Linked DNA regions of Bos taurus: region 2 is linked to region 1. The links are chromatin contacts, called in public Hi-C maps. All regions are on one chromosome and are shown on one strand. The core of a region is the stretch at or near the end of the contact, and the rest is flanking DNA. Distances in the headings are between cores, read along the strand shown.

Region 1 (5,151 bases), core at 1,351-3,850:
TACACCTTTCTGTGGCCCTCTTCCTTCCTGCTAGTGGAGGGACGATGGAGTTGAACAGTGTCTTGGATGATAGAGGCATGGGTCCCCGATGACTGTTTTAGCCACCACTATTCAGGGTTTCCTTTCACTTTCAGCCAAACCCAACTTTAACTAAAGGGCTCATCCTGGTTCCCAATCTGACCCTAGCGCATCCACTTCAGGTCTACCTCTTGGATTCTCCTCTCCAGTCTACGATTATAACCTCACTGGGGGATTTCCCTGGTGGGCCAGTGGCTAAGACTCCATGCTCGCAACACAAGGAACCCAGGTTTGATCCCTGGTCATGGAATTAGAACCCACATGCTGTAACTAAGACCTGGTGCAGCCAAATAAATAAATAAATATTCAAAAAAAATCTACTTGGGTAACAAAATGCTTCCTTGGGGCTACAGTTCATCTTTGTCCTTTCTGCATCTAAAAGCTGCGAAGGCAGTGCCTGACATGCTGCCAATCTTCAGGAAATGTTGGTTGGGGCCACATTGGGGTTTTTAACCAGTCAACAAATCATAAGTAAGTACTAGCTGCCAGGCACTGCCTAAGGCTGCAGGGGTTTAGCAATGGAGAAGACATCAAGCCCGGCCCCCTGCCTTCATGGAACATAGAGCCTAGTCCCAGGCATACAACACCCAAAATGATGCTCTTCCTCCAGATAGTTCCATGGAAAGCTGGACTCACCAGTCACACTTCATCAAAAAGACCTTCCCTGACCACCCCATCTAACCACCTCACACACTACCCCTTGTCCTGATGTTTTCTAACATCTATCACCACCCGGCACGTTGTACATTTCATTAATAATATTATTTTCACTGATGGCCTTATACCACCGGAGGGTGAACACCATGAGGGCAGGGACTCTGTTTTTTCACAGCTGATGGCCTTGTGTCTACAATAGGACCCAGCACATAAGTAAGTCGCTTCAGTAGTGTCAGACTCTGTGACCTCATGGGCTGTAGCCTGCCAGGCTCCTCTGTCCATGGAATTCTCCAGGCAAGAATACTGGAGTGGAAGAAAAAAAAAAAAAGAATACTGGAGTGGAAGAAAAAAAAAAAAAGAATACTGGAGTGGGTAGCCATTCCTTTCTCCAGGGGATCTTCCCAACCCAGGAATCGAACCTGGGTCTCCTGCATTGCAAGTGGATTCCTTACCGTCTAAGCCACCAGGGAAGCCCAGACCTGGCATATAGAAAGCACTATTTCAAATGAATTCATCAAATGAATGAAGGAAGGAAAAACAACCAATCAACTAACCAGCCGTCTGGAAAGTGTTTTGAAGTTGAAGTACCGTGTGCTAAGGGGGCACCTAACAGAGCAAGTGGCCTGAGCCTGAAGTGGAGCTGTGACTCCTCCAAGGAAGCTCAACTTTAAAGGCTGAGGAGGCATCAGTTTGGCAAAAAGCTGGAAAAAAGTATTCCACACAAGGGACAGCATATGCAAGTGCTGTAGGGCAGGAGAGAGCACCTGTGTTTGAGGGAATGAGAGTGGTTTCCATGTAGGTGGAATGGGTGAGGGAAGGAGGGTGGTGTGAAAAGCACAAAACCAACCAACCACTTGTGGCGATGTCAGGGAGGAGGAGAGACAGAGCCCCTTTGTAGGGTCTGGGGTAACACTGACAAAGGACAGGAACGCTGTTTCTTCTCTGAAGCCTGGCGGGCAGGAGGAAAAGATGATGCGGAAGGACAGAGAAATGACCTGGAGTTTCTCTGTGGAATAAGGTCAGCTGGGGGGAAGACCCTGAAGAGGGCTGGTGGGTGGGTCAGCCGCTGTTAGGGAAGGAGGGAAGGGCTGGGAGCAGCATACAGGGTGGAGGGCAGGGAGGGGGCACAGGTATACTCACAGGGGATCGGAAGGCCCCGCCGCAACTTTTGGAAAGTCCTGGTTGAATCCTGGAGAGGAAGCCGAGGGAAAAAGTCTGATTGGACCTAGAGGCCGCCTGGGGAGGAAAGGGGTACTGTCGGGGTGTGGAGAGGAGGAACAGCTATGAACCGGGACTGGATCCGGTTGGGAAGGGGACAGAGAATGGTTCTGGGATCAGGGTAGGGATTCTCGGAAAAGGGGGGGTTTCTGACAGGGAGGAGTGTTGGAGGAGTGGATGGCGGGGCGGGGGGCGCGTCTCTGGAGGTATCTGAGGAAAGTCTGAGGCAGAGCTACAGGGGCGTCACGAAAAGGGACTGGGAAAAGATGTGCTTTCCCCCTGCTATCAGCTCCTCGCCCACCTCCTCAGCCCTGGCGTCCGGGGCCCCCGACTCGGGGGGCGCTGCAGAGAAGGAGGGTCCAGGGCGAGGACGGAAAAGAGCCTCCTCAGGTCTGCCAGGTACTTGGAATCCTGTGACGGAGACTAAGAACGTCACAAAGCGTAGCTACGCACGCACTTGGCGAGAGCCGGCTCAGTCCTCTCCGCCGCGGTGGGCAGGACAGAGGCCGCTTACTCTGCGGCTGCGCCTTTAGCGTTTTTTGTGACTCCACCCTCTCTTTCGGGCTAGGCGGCGGCTTTAGCCGTGCGTCTCCGCCCCGTATCTTTTCCACTATCCAATGGGGCTAGAGAATTGAGGCCACCCCCATACACCGCGGCCTCCTAGTACCGCCCCGGTACCGCCTTCTCTTGGCTGAGTGGCACCGCGGCGCGGTGGCTGCCGGAAGCGATTCCGCAGAGGTTGACGGGATCGTGCTGATGTGGCCCCCCCTTCCCCCGCCCCGTCCCGGGATGTCGGAAGAAACCCGACAGAGCAAATTGGCTGCGGCCAAGAAAAAGGTAAAAATGTGCGGGCTCGCGGCTCCCTGACCCCTCCGAAGGCCGGGCCATGGCCAGAGTTTCTGTGCTGCCTCCAAGGCACACGGGGTGAGCCCCTCGGCGCCCCTTGGCGCCCCCCCCCCAACCAACAAAGTCTTCGCAGCCAGTCCCGCCCCCCCCACCCCTCCACCCCCCGGCTGCCCAGTCTCCGCCGCCTTCACTCGTCACCCCCAGGTGACTTTGGATCGGTGACCCCCGTGGCTTCCCACACCAGGCTTGGCCTTCGTCTCCTGTCGCCCAGAACCGGACCTCCGCAGCTCCCTGGTCTCCCTAACTCCCTGACTCCGAAAACCTTGGTCCTGGCCTTTGCATTTTCCCCCCACCAACCGCCCCCTCCCCTCAACGCGGAGCGGCTACTCGGGCGTTGCTAGGGATGAGTGCCATGTGGCTACGTCATAATGCCCCTCGGAACTGTCATTAATGCCTAGAAAACTCGGTGTTAAATTTTACCACCCAGTTCCCACTGTTTTCACATCCTTTCCAGTGTCTCTGGGTCGTGGCAGCAGCTTGAAAAAGGGGACTCGGGGGGCTATGGGACCTAGGTTTCAGAGGGACCTGGGTTTCAGGCTCCCTCACCTCTAGACTTGTTCCCCCATCGTTTGATGCTGATAGTGTAAAAAGCCTACATTTCCCCCAGTGATCTCCAAACATTGACAGTATCTCTGGGTGGCCATGGGAGGTGTTTGGTTTAGTTTGGTTTTCTCCCAGGTCTCTCTATCCAGAGAGACTTTCACATTTTTAATCGGAAGTTTCTACTTCACATTGTAATTTTCTGTGATTCTGAGACCAGAGGGCCGGTCACTCAGCATTTAGTGCTCCTCTGAGGAGCACATCCAGGGAAACTGAACTTCACAACTGGGAATCTTTCACAAGTCATCACCTCAACGTGGGGCAGCCCAAGTGCCACAGGATAAATATGGGACTGATGGGTCAGTTTTGCTTGATTTTCTTGGGAGAGAAAAAGCCTTTTATACTCAATATACTTAGGGATGACATTTGCATAGATCGGGATGATTATAATGGACTTCTCTCTGAAATGTGTTTGGGTTGTCCTCTTTCTGTTACGTTCCCAGATTCACTAGGGGTGTGTGTCTTCTCTACCTTCTGCCATTAGGATACATTGATGTAAAATTTTGAGACGTACTGGTGTGAAGCTCTAATAGAGATGGAGGAAGGGACCCTGATGCCTGATTAAATGTTTACTTTTCCTCTTCTGCTGCTGATTTTGCCCCCTAGCAGCTGCGGATTGATGTTGTAATCCAGAACTCAGTCAGAAGGCTGAATTTAAATTCCGTTGTTGCCTTTTATTGCCACCTTTTGCTCCTAGCCACGATATCAGTCCATTTCAAGTCATTGAGGATGACAGCCCTTGGAGGGTTGTTGTGGCGTTAAATCAGAAGGCGAAGAGTATTTTGTAAACTTTGAAAGTAGGATGTGGATCCAAGGGGCGTATAGTTCTCATGAGCCTCACTGCTTTTCCTTTTTACAGTTAAGGGAGTATCAGCAGAAGAACAGCCCTGGTGTTCCTGCAGGAGCTAAGAAAAAAAGAAAGATCAAGAATGGCAGTAGCCCTGAGACAACCACTTCTGGTGATTGTCCGTCACCTGAGGATGTGAGTCTTGCCTGACCGCCTTCCGGGGATGAGGCACTCACGGGGCAACAGTAGAGGGTAGTGGTTAAGATTGTGGAAGAAATGTCAGATATTGGCTAAGAAGTTTGGGTTTGAATTCTCCCTCTCCCTCTGCAAGGGATATGGTTTTGGGCAAATTGTTTAAGCTCGTTGGATCTGTGTCTCCACATTAGTAAAATTGGGGTAATACTGTCTTACACCAAGGAAGTTGAAATGAGATTGTCGTCGTTTTTATAATAATCCCCTAAAATAGAGCCTGGTGCAGAGTAAACTTTCAATAAAGCGTAGTTGCTAGTTGTCTTAACTGCTCTGGTGATCTTCCCCAGCCTCATGGGGAAAGCCAGGCAGTGAAAACAGCTGCTTGCCCTCAGACTTTCCATTTAGAGGCCCCAGTAGAGCCCCAGAGTGTGTTGAGGAGAGGGCCTCAGGCACTTGGATTAGGAGACCATCTGAGTTTTAAGACCATCTTTGCCACCAGCTTGCTGGGTGGCCCTGGGAAAATCACTTCCTCCCCTGGGCCTCAGTTTCCTCATCTGTAAAATGATACTGGTGGATCAGATTATTGTCTTTCAAGCTTATTTTTCAGCTGTAGCCCCTCTCCCCCAACTTTGTTCAAATGAACCCTTTTTCTGAAGTCTGGTTTTTAAGAGTCTAGGCCTGATGGTCTAAGAAGCTTTTAAGAGCTGCATTGT
Region 2 (5,151 bases), core at 1,411-3,910, 78 kb before region 1:
CTTCACACGCATGACCTGCTTGATTCCTCGCAGGGGCTGTTAGCCTCCATTTTCAAATGTAAAAACTGAGGCTTAGAACCGGTGACTCGTTCATGGACCCCCACATGTCAGCCCTTAACCCCAGGCTGTCGTGCCTTCGGGACCCCTGACCCTCACCGCGTCCTGTTGGGCTCAGCTCACCCAAATGCCTTCCTCTGGGACCCAGGCAGAAGAGGGGCGTGGACCCAACTCCTGTCCCTCCAGCAGGCCAGCCAGCCGGGCATTGGGCTGCATCCCTTCCGAAGCTCCGAAGGGAGACAAAGGCGGGGTCTGCGGGGGAGACAAGGGCGCGGGCGCCCCCCTGCCCGCTGCCCTTTGTCTCCCCGCCTGCTCCCCTCGTGCGCCCCGGAGGCTGGGAGGCGCCTCTCACAGGCTTCCTCCTCCCATTCTTGTGCTAATTGGGTGTCAAGCTGAGATCAGTGAGAAAGGAATCCGCCCTGGCTCGGGTTAAACTGCCGCCAAAGACGAGGGCTGAGCCCAGAATATCATTAGGCTGGGAGGAAGCGAGGGCCCCCCTCCTCCAGCAGAGGGGTTGGCCACGCATTCAGGCTCCTTTGAAAGTCGCTTGGTCGCTCCTTCCCTTACCGCCAGCGCCTCAATAGGCCCCTCGGCGGTATTTAACCTTCCCAGGAATTGAAAGTGATATGCCAGCACTGGCCTAGGCAGCCACTTGCCTGTCCAAGGGCGGTAGGACCTCCGGGGATGCTCAAGGCAGGCCTCTGGCAGCCTCCCTGGGCTCAGATTGCAGATGGGAATGCTGAGACTGGGCAGGGCGATGCCTCCCAGCGCTGTTATTCACAGGCCCTGTGGTCTGGAGAGATGGAGCTTCTCTGAGCCTCAGATTCCTCATCTGTGGAATGGGGATAAAATAGCTGCTTTGTGTTACGGATTTAATGATGATGATCAAGTGCCTGGTGTCGCATCCAGCACATAGGAAGCGCTCCACTCCTGGTGGCTGTTAGGTCAAAGGAGTGTGTTTGGGCTTACAGAAGGATTTCCTAGCAGAGCTCGCAGTCCTCCAGGTGTGCAAGGAGTGCCTGCAGTGGATTCACTTTGCATACCCTGCCTGGAATCTTCCCCAGCCCCACCCCTGCGGCCCCACAGGCCTTCTTTCACCTGCGCTGCTCGCCCTTCACCTCCAGACCTTTCGCTGCCCCTTCTGCCTGGGCCATTCTTCCCCCTCCTCTTCTTGAATGACTCTTTCTTGAAAAGCCTGTGGCCATGAAACACAACTTCCTCACCTCCTACCGCGGCCAAGACATAGGGTTAGGGTGCAGCTTAGCACATGCCCTTGGCTTCTTGACTGGCTGCCCCCTCTCCCCAGCCCCCAGACAGTGGGCTCCCCGAGGACAGATCTCACTGTGTACCCCCAACCCCGCCCCTGGCACAGAGGCCTTTTGAATCTGCTCCGCAGATGTGTGGACACAGTACTTTGTAAACTGTGTAGACCGCCAGGCTCCTCTGTCCATGGGAGTCTCCAGGAAAGAAGACTGGAGTGGGTTGCCATTTCCTTCTCCAGGGGATCTTCCCGACCCAGGGATTGAGCCTGTGTCTCGGGTGTCTCCTGCAGGAGCAAGTGGATTCTTTACCAACTGTCACCAACTGGGAAGTCAAAGCGCCGTGTAAAGGTCAGGAAATGCCCAGTAAACAATAACTCTTGTGAATTAACCTCACAAACATGTATCCAGGCACCTGCTGCCGGCACGGGCGATGACTCAGCCACGGTCTGGAAGGCAGCCGGGCTCACCACTCTACTACCATGTGGTACAGCCTTGGTTTGGGGTGAGCAGAGGCAGACGGGGGAGCTGCGAGGCCCAGGGGCCCCCCAGCCCCACCCCTTCTTGGAGGGGCTCGGGAAAGGGGGCTGGTGTGGAAGTGGGAAACTTAGGCCTAGGCTGGGATCTTAACACGGGAAACACATCCTCTTTTCCTTATCACTACCGTGTACCTCAAAGATAACAGCACCAGTTCCTGGGCTAGATCTGCAAGCACAATCTCATTACATGTCCACAGCTGTCCTGGGGCAGGGATTCCTGTTGTGTTTAGTCGCTCAGTCTTGTCCAACTGTTTGCAGCTTCATGGACTGTAGCCCACCAGGCTCCTCCATCCATGGGATTTCCCAGGCAAGAATACTGGAGTGGGTTGCCATTTCTTTTTCCAGGGGCTCTTCCTGACCCACGGATCTCACCCATGTCTCCTGCATTGGCAGGTGGGTTCTTAAACCACTGAGCCACCGGGGAAGCCCACCTAGACCATCATTTATAGGGGAGGACACTGAGGCTCAGCCTGGCAAATGGACTTGAGAGCAGGCCTGAGCAGGAGCTTTTGACCACCATTCCTCTATATTGGGTCTTGGTGACTGTGCTCAACCAAAGGGAAGGAACAGGCACCCCTGGGGGCTCCTTCCCATTGGAGAGCCCTCCCATTGGTGAAGGTCAAAGACACAGAGCTTCACCATCAGTCAAATCCAGCCCCTTGGAAGCCCAATCAAAGGCCCAACACGGAGTCCTCTGGGCTGGGTCCCTTGCCTGGGGGTCAAGTGGGGACTCTGTCCCTCCTTCCCGCTTTCCTTGCCTGAGCGCGAAGGGCTGGATCCGATTCTGCAGCACCCACGTGCCCTCTGCTGGTCTACTTGGGCACTGCACCCTTGCCTGCCACTCCCAAATGCCACCAGGTATCACCGCCCAAGGGCCAACTCCAGCTCTGCCGCCCCCTCACTTCCCCCAAGAGTGGCACCAGAACTCCACTGTCTTTCAAAGGTCACCCTCCAACCCCAGGAGGTACCCCAGACTTATCTTGGCCACCTATCACCCAGTCAGCTGCTGGCCTGGGGTGTGGCTCACTGTTGGCTCTACAAGCATGCATGGCATGGAAGCTGCTTTCTGCACCAAGGAGACAGCGGTAAGAGCATGGGGCTGGCATTGCAGTCCCCAGTACTCACTCTGTGACCCCAGTCAAGTGACGGATGGTGCTAAGGGTTAAATAGTGAAGATGAAGCCCTGGGGTGCGTGCCCTGTCTGCAGCCCTGGCTTGGGGTGAACGGTTTCCCCCTCCCCACCCCCCACCCCCACTTCCCACTGGGCTGAGCACTTCTAGCCTGGGTGTGACTCCAGGGATGGGCTCCAGGGGACAGCTGACCCTCCAGCGGCACTGCAGACTCACCAGCTCTGGGAAGATGGCTCCAGGAAGCCTTCCCAGACTCCACCCGGCTGGCCAGGCCACCCTGCTCTGTCCCCTGAGAGCCCCCAACCCCTTGGGAAAGTGCAGCCCTGGCAGAAGAAACACCATGAGCAGGAGTGTGGATCTGGGACCCTGTGCTGGCCTAGGGCTTCCTCCTTCTGTGGCTCTGAATGGCCCGTTCCTCAGCCTGCCTCCCTTTGGCTCTCTGAACCCTCCTGATTCACAGAGGAGACAGTTACTTGCCCAAGGCCACAAGCTCCTAAGTGACACCTTGCAGGGCTCAGGGGGGAACTGCCCCTCACCTGAGATGTGGGGACCATGGCATCTTACCTGCCATATCCCTTGGTCTAAATGAACGAAGGAATAGGGGAAGGATGAATGGGGCACGAGCTGGGGTCCCAGCAGGCTGGGGTGAGTGTGCACACAGGCTTGGGGAGGCAAGGTGGAGTTTATTTGCCCCTGAGTGCCCCACACCCCTTCTCCCCTCACAGCCAGGCCAGGAGGAGATGTGGACAGACTGGCAAAGACAGGCTGCCTGAGGGACAGCCAGGCAGCCACCCAGAGGGTGAGAGGGGTGCCCTGTCTAGGCTGCCTGCTGCAGGATGGTCCCGTTCTGCCTGGCAGGGCTGAGGGACACTCGCGTGGGCCCAGGGCCTGGATCCTCTTCAGATGCCTGATCACCGGCCCTCCCTGCCCACTGTGCTGGCTTCCTGAGTCTGGGGGCTTCTGCCCTCGTCCCATTTACAAGCTGCCTGTTCTCTGCAAAGTGCTTGGAGACCCTCTTATTTCCCCTTGTCCTGACCTGAGACATCACCCCTTGGGCCCAGTCTCAGTCTCAGCCTGAGGCCCAGAGACCCCTACTTGGCCTCGAAGACATAAAGTGGATCTGAAGCTTTCACAGAAAGCCTCAGGGCAGAGCAGGGAGGTGGCAGTGAGTCCCCTGGCAGTTTTGAGGGGTGGGGGTTGGCACCTCGGGGTGGGTGGTGCCAGACTCTGCTTGCTTTGGTCTGGCTTTGCCCAGGACCCCTCCGGGGTGGGAGCTGGGGCTCTAGATCCAGTATCCACTGGCCCTCAGAGGGACTTGGGGCCAGTCACAGCTTCTCCTGGCCCGCCTGGATGCGAGTGTAGGCCTCTTGGTCCAGTGGGACGTAGCGGCCCTTCCGGGCATCCAGGTAGAACAGCTGGTCTTTTACAACTGTTGGGTCAAAGCCCTCCTTCTGCAGTTCTGTCTTCTGTAGCTTGAATGTCCCTGAGGGAGGGAGAAGACAAGTGGGAGAGGGGTCAGAGGGTGTGGGGCAGGGGTCCGAGCTCCAGGAACCCGCCCACCTGGGTTGAGGAGGGGCAGGGAGGAGGGCTGGAGGGAACACAGGTGAGGGGAATCGTGGGAGGAGGGACACAGCCCTTTACAGTCTGCAAAGGCTTCATCCTTTACAGTACGCACCGCTCCTCAGCAGCCCTGGCAAAGGGGAGGGGGCAGAGTTACCCACCCCTCTTTGCAAACAGGAAACTGAGGCCCAAAGAAGGGAAGCTATTTGTCCAGGGCCACGTGCTTGAGTGACAGTGGACTGAGGGCAGGACACAGGCCTTCCCTGAAGGCTCGTTTTAACCTGAGCACCCCCAAGGTATAGAAGTAATCTCAGGTAATCTGCACCTCAACCCCAGGGGCCAGGCATAACCATATCCTATGGATTCTGAGATGCACAAGATTTCAGCATGTCTGAAATAGTTCAATTACCATTTTCCCCCTTAATAAATTCTGTATCTTTCACTCAACGGTATTAGCCCCACTAGACAGACGAGAAGATTGAGGCTCAGAGAAGCACAGCTCTGGGCCAACGTTACACAGCTAGTAAGAATTTGAACTCAGGTATGATGGATACCAGAAATGCCTACAGCTTCCTGCCCTGGCTTCTCCTCTGTCGTGTCCATCAG

Evidence for each region. A called contact is a pair of places that touch in the nucleus more often than the background predicts.
Region 2: a Hi-C map of blastocyst shows a contact between it and region 1, with 2.1 times the contacts expected there. The contact joins the enhancer-like site here to the promoter of SWI5 in region 1. A contact is called at or near these places in 3 of 11 Hi-C or Micro-C datasets (blastocyst, liver and skeletal muscle).

The regions. Positions count from the first base shown.
Region 1 is chr11:98,880,790-98,885,940 of ARS-UCD2.0, reverse strand. SWI5 (SWI5 homologous recombination repair protein) reads right to left here and starts at 2,600. Exons shown (of 6, transcript XM_059891612.1): 1 at 2,595-2,600; 2 at 2,255-2,376; 3 at 1,876-1,924. The coding sequence starts at 2,600. GOLGA2 (golgin A2) reads left to right here and starts at 2,647. Exons shown (of 27, transcript NM_001192195.1): 1 at 2,647-2,790; 2 at 4,319-4,441. The coding sequence starts at 2,710.
Region 2 is chr11:98,958,415-98,963,565 of ARS-UCD2.0, reverse strand. SLC27A4 (solute carrier family 27 member 4) reads right to left here. Exons shown (of 14, transcript NM_001075667.1): 14 at 3,656-4,468. The coding sequence ends at 4,311. It overlaps LOC132346637 (a long non-coding RNA gene), which reads left to right. Exons shown (of 2, transcript XR_009496556.1): 2 at 1-5,151. Among named protein-coding and RNA genes, the nearest start is that of URM1, 6.4 kb to the left of the region's middle. Within about 2 kb of position 2,660, at least 14 of the 102 cell types and tissues checked have an H3K27ac peak or open chromatin away from gene starts, as enhancers often do. A contact at or near this core is called in blastocyst, where this site is marked.